Regions from separate parts of the Mus musculus genome. Here region 1 is linked to region 2. A link is a contact called in public Hi-C data. All regions are on one chromosome and are shown on one strand. The core of a region is the stretch at or near the end of the contact, and the rest is flanking DNA. Distances in the headings are between cores, read along the strand shown.

Evidence for each region. Hi-C and Micro-C count contacts between places; a contact is called where the count stands out from the background.
Region 1: a contact with region 2 is called in a Hi-C map of CD8 T cells, with 2.2 times the contacts expected there. The contact joins the promoter of Trpm1 here to the enhancer-like site in region 2. A contact is called at or near these places in 2 of 39 promoter capture datasets (macrophages and pre-B cells), 10 of 484 Hi-C or Micro-C datasets (CD4 T cells, CD8 T cells, cerebral cortex and 4 more), 6 of 115 datasets of contacts at active chromatin or transcription factors (the 230-238 cell line, CD8 T cells, double positive thymocytes and 3 more) and 2 of 9 other capture datasets (adipose tissue and liver).

The regions. Positions count from the first base shown.
Region 1 is chr7:64,152,489-64,155,188 of GRCm38.p6, reverse strand. It overlaps Trpm1 (transient receptor potential cation channel, subfamily M, member 1), which reads right to left and starts at 1,354. Exons shown (of 27, transcript NM_001039104.2): 1 at 1,083-1,354. The coding sequence starts at 1,157.
Region 2 is chr7:64,100,484-64,103,183 of GRCm38.p6, reverse strand. No RefSeq gene overlaps it. Among named protein-coding and RNA genes, the nearest start is that of Gm45988, 29 kb to the left of the region's middle. Within about 2 kb of position 1,348, at least 25 of the 459 cell types and tissues checked have an H3K27ac peak or open chromatin away from gene starts, as enhancers often do. A contact at or near this core is called in CD8 T cells, double positive thymocytes, effector CD8 T cells and 1 more, where this site is marked.

The sequences.
Region 1 (2,700 bases), core at 105-2,604, 52 kb before region 2:
GAGCATGACCATGTCAAGAACACCAGTGCCTCAGATTCATAGGATGGCAAGGCCTTTCCCTGGTGCAAGGATGGATGTTGAAGAATGGGTGACATTTAGCTAAAAAACAGTAGTGAGTAGTGCAAACTGTACAGAGCTTTTTCATCCCAGATTACTTCATGGTCAAATCCCCTGAGGCCGTTTCTCTATAGAGACCATCTACCAAGATTAGCTGACCAGCCTCCTTGTCCATACTATATATAATAAACACACATTAGCTGGCTAGTCTCCTTGTTCATACCGTATATAATAAACACACACTAGCTGACCTGCCTCCTCATTTACTTTGTATGTAACAAACACACTGAGTAACCAAGCACATAGTGTGTCTCCATCCGAGGGCATAGCCCACAAGATCCTAACTTTACAGTTAACTTGTGTCTGATTTTCTTAATCAGGTCTCCAGTTGTATGGGCCATGGTAACCTGGGTCCAAAGGACCCATTCTTGCAGCCCAGGGTACTGAAGGCCACCTACTCCTAGGCTAGTTTTTTGTTGCCTTAGACAGACCAGGTGCAGAAGACAAGTGACCCTAACACAGTAAGTGGCCTTTAACAGAATGGGACGTCCACTCAGCCTGCTCAGAGGCCACAGAAACCTATACCAAACGCAGGGCTCACTCAGGGCCACCCTCACGTCTTCTAGAAGCAGCAGTATACCTCTAAGTCCCCTCAGTAATTCTATAAATCTGGAACAGAGCAAAGCAAGGACAAGCAAGCCACATAAGAACCCTTTCACAGTGCCCCGTGTGGAGACAAGGGATGTCATGGCTCAGAGCCGTGAGGATACTGGCCACGGCTACCAGTACAACATCCTGAAAGTGAGAGAATGAAGACATCAGACATGGGACATAGAGGCATGAAATGTGGAGTCACCCCCTAAGAAAGGAGTTTGATGCAGTAGAAAGTATATATACATAACACACACACACACATACACCTGGAAGACGAGAGCCCACTGGAGCAGCAATCAAACAGAGTAGAGACCCATGTCCCTTGACCTTGCTATCCATCTGCCCTTGGGCCTCAAACAAAGCTCACTCACCTTCTGGGACCCTGATGTGGAGCTCTTGATTGAACCACGCTTGAAGGAGCTGCTCATCTTCCTCATGGACCCCATGGGTGCTTCTGCATTCCCTGTGAGGTCCAGCCTGCTGCATGGGAGGCCCTGGTCAGCTGAGGTAAGAGAGTCCTCTTTATGAGACTGGACAGCAGGGCTCAGAGTTTGAGATGATATTGATGGCTCAGTCAGCTCAGAAGGAGCTGGACTGCTTCTCACCCTCCGGCTGGACTCCCACCCAGTGCTCAGAGACTACATAGCTTCTGTAACATCTGTAATCAGCCTTAATCCCTACTCCCCCCGCAAGGTTTTTAGGAGGCAGATTTAGCAAATGGCAATTGGAAGTAAAATCTACTTTGAGAAAGTGGTGACTGCAGAGGGTTTGGGGTGGGCACATGATGAGGATTTGGGGATCCAGCAAGGTGAAATGTGAGAACCTTCAGCACTGGTGCCCAAGGCCCCTTGTTGGGCTATGTCTTAATGTTTCTATGGTGCAGATAAAATACCATGATGAAAAGCAGGTTGGGAAAGAAATGGTTTATTTCAACTTACCACTCTCAGGTCATCACTGAGGGAAGTCAGGGCAGGTACTCAAGCCATAGAGGTACAGAAGCCATGGAGGGATGCTGCTTACAGGCTTGGTTGCTCATAGCTTGCTCATCCTGCTTTCTTATACACCCCAGGACCACCTGCCCCCAAGTGTGACTCCACAAACACTACTGTGGGCTGAGCTTGCCCACATCAATCAATAGTCATGAAAACACCCTACAGACTTGCCTACAGGCAACCTGAGGGAGGTAATTTCTCAACTGAGGTTTCTCTTCCCAAATAACACTTGTGTCAAGTTGACAAAATCTGACTGGCAAAGACTGAGGCCAGCTTCCCATGGCATTCATATATCAGTAGGCTGAGTTTTTAGGCCTAGACTGGGTAGATGGAAGCTCCCTCCTAGAAGCCAATGGGGATGCTTTCTCCCATGAACTGGGTAACAAAACAGTATACCTTGTTGTGTGTGCCCCGTGTCCATCTCAGATCCATTCTGTGTTCCACGTGAGGGATCTGTCCATCATATTTCAGGGGTATGGTCTTCCCTCTTAAAAACACAGACTAGGACAGGACACAGGTCTTCTCTGCTGCTGTGTGGAATAGGGGAAGGGTAGTGGTACACAGCAAATCAATCCAGCAGTTCTCCTAGGTCTATTCTAGTGCACCTATGTGTCACCCTCTCAAGATGACTTCCTTGGGTGTTTGTATCAGCTAATGTACAGAGGAGAAAAAACAAGGCTCACAGAACATAGAGAAGGAGCCCCACTGGCATAGAAAAAGAAAATGAGCACACAATACAGACAGACAAGGCTAGAGGTAAGTAAAAGCTAACTTGCCAACCATGTAACCCAAGATCCAACTTTCTCCTCCCTGGGTGTGGCTTCTTGCCCCAAGAGAACTGCTTGGCTGTGGGGGTTCAGAAGGTAGAGCCACAGCCTTTAGAAGTCTGGCTTAGAAGACTAGGAAGAGGATCTTCCCAGCACATACCTACCAAGGAGTGCTGGCTGTGCACTCCCTAACCCATTCCACTCCCTGCCACCATTCAGTCAGTGCAGTT
Region 2 (2,700 bases), core at 99-2,598:
GCTGGTTCATATCTGCCTCCATTCTCCTTTCTCCTCCTCTGAGAGCTCTCCGTCTCTGCTACTATTAGCTCCACCTCCCTTTTCCCTGTCCAATCACAGGCCTCCTCAGCAGTAACGTAATTGGACAGGGAAAATCCTGCAATAAGGGATGGCTTAGGCACTGGGTGTAGCAGACTCGAGAGAGGCCATGTATGTTATAAATGTAGGAACATAAGCTGCTCAACACGGTTGGAGCCCTGGTGATGACACTGTGCCCTGAATGTCAGACATGAGGCTGTAGGATTTGATCTTCTGGAGTTTGGTCTTATGTTGGTTCTTTCTTTCTTGTTATCGTCCTCTCTGGAATGGGAACTCTCTTCTGTGCCTATACCACAGCGTGCATGTGAAGTCAGAGGACAACTTGCTGGAGTCAGTTCTTTTCACGTGGGTTCTGAAAATCAAACTCTGGTTTGGGAGCTTGGCAGCCAAAGCCATTACTCCTGGCGCCATCTTGCAGGCCTGAATTTAGCTTACGGTTTTGAAGGGATATAGTCCACCATGATGAAAGCATGGCTACCTACAGTAGGGTGGGTACCTAGAACCCTTGTAACCGTAGTCGGGAAGCAGAGAGAGGACAGAAAGTGTGGCCAGGCTATAAAAACCTCAAGATTCACTGTAACTCATTTCCTGCAGTGAAGCCCCACCATCTACAATAGACAACCTTCCAAAACAGCACCACCATCTGTATTCATGACTCTGTGGGGAATGTTCAATATTCAAATCACAACAGAGACCAGTACAACCGCACAAAAGTAACCAACGCAATCAGCAAAGCCATCAACGGCAGCAGAAATGTAGGCGAGCTGATCAGAGACCCTGCTGGTGATCAGCACCCTGTGGAAGGGCTTTCCTTCCCCAGCAAGTCCAAGGACACCGCCCCACCTCTCATTTCATGGCATGGGAGATGCCCTGAAAGAACAGAGGTGGCCTGCATCGGCAAAGAGGATTTCACCTTGTCAAGAGCTCATCCCAGGAAACATCTTTGTCCCTCCAGGACTGTGACACCAGATAGTGAACAGTGCAGTCAAGATAAACGCAGCCACAAAACAAGTGTTCCTTCCCTGCACAAGTGCAGAGCCCAGGAAGAACACTTGGCCTCTTAAGGCTGGACAGTTCTTCCTTCTAGAAACAACAGCTGGGGCTGAAAAGGGTCTTTCTGAGTTCTCAAGCAGCACCCAAAGGAACCCATGGGAGAGCAAGACACATGAGAAAAACAAAAACAAAAACAGGCAAACAGACACAGCACCACAAAGGCTCTGAAAATCAGATGTCAGGCAACCGCAGCCCACAAAGCAGGTCACACCTGCACTGCTGAACCTAACAGCATAACTACAAATAGAGAAAAGTTAGGTGTGGTCTGGGTTGTCCTCAGAGAAGAGTCAGCCTTTCACACTACAATGACAAAAACATCCAGCATACTAAGAACCAAGAACACTGAAATTTGGAAAAAAGAGTAATCAACTATAGCACTGAGAAGAAAGAATCAGGTCTTAGAATTATTTAATAGAAACATTTTAAGCAGTCATGATCAAAACTGATTCAGTAATTAATTGCAAACGAAACCTCAACAAGGAAACAGGAATTATAAAAATAACCAAGTGCTAATTACAAAACTGAAAAGCTACTGCAAAAGGGATAACAATCCACTCAAGGAACTTATGTGAAAATGCAAATGGACTAATGAAATTTACTCAGTTTGAGCAATGAGGGAAAAAAATAGCCTGGGAAGATAAACAAAGTCTTTGCAACTAGTTGTGAATAAAACAAAAAAACACAGCGTTGTGAGTCTTAGGAGACAGCTCTGATAGCATAAGATGGGAGTCCCATCTCCAGGACCCACATTTAAAAAGTCAGGAGTGGTAATGAGTGCTTGTAATCCCAGCTCCAAGAGGCAGAAACAGGAGCATATAGACAATCTAGCCTATTGGCAAGTTCCAGACTAGTACAAGAAAAAATGACAGTTGAGGCAGACCTCTGGCCTTCATACACTTACTTGTGCAGACACACACGCTTTGGAATGTGGTGTTGGCACAATGGAGCATACCTACATAATAAAACACAGCACCGCGAAGACAAAATGAGTCACTATGATGTTATATCATTATGGCAACAGATGGATCACTGTGATGGCCAAATGGAGTGCTGTGATATTACAAATCAGCAGATGATTACACTGGAGAACATTATGACATCACAACATTGGCTTTGTGATGACACCATGAAGTATCATTATGACACAATGAAAGATCATGATGTCACCACTGAGCTTGGTGATACCACACTCCTGCATTTCCATGGCACAGTGGAGCACTCTGTTAAAACAATGGAGCATTGTGATGTCACTGTGTCCTACTGTGATAGCAAATGGAGTTGTGTGCAAAATTGTAATGGTGCACGGGAGTATAGCGATGGCACTGGGAGCATTTGTGTACCACAATGGGTCACTGTGGCATCACAATATACTATAGTGATGAAACAATAAGACATTGTAATGAAACGGCACAGCACTACAATGGCAGTTTGCAGCATTTTGAGTCAAGATGGAATGTTGAGATGTCACAATGAAGCCCTTCGATGGTTCATTGTGATTTATGACATATTAGCACAATAACAAGCATTGTGGTGGCTCACTGGAGTATTGTGATGCCACAAGTAAGTATT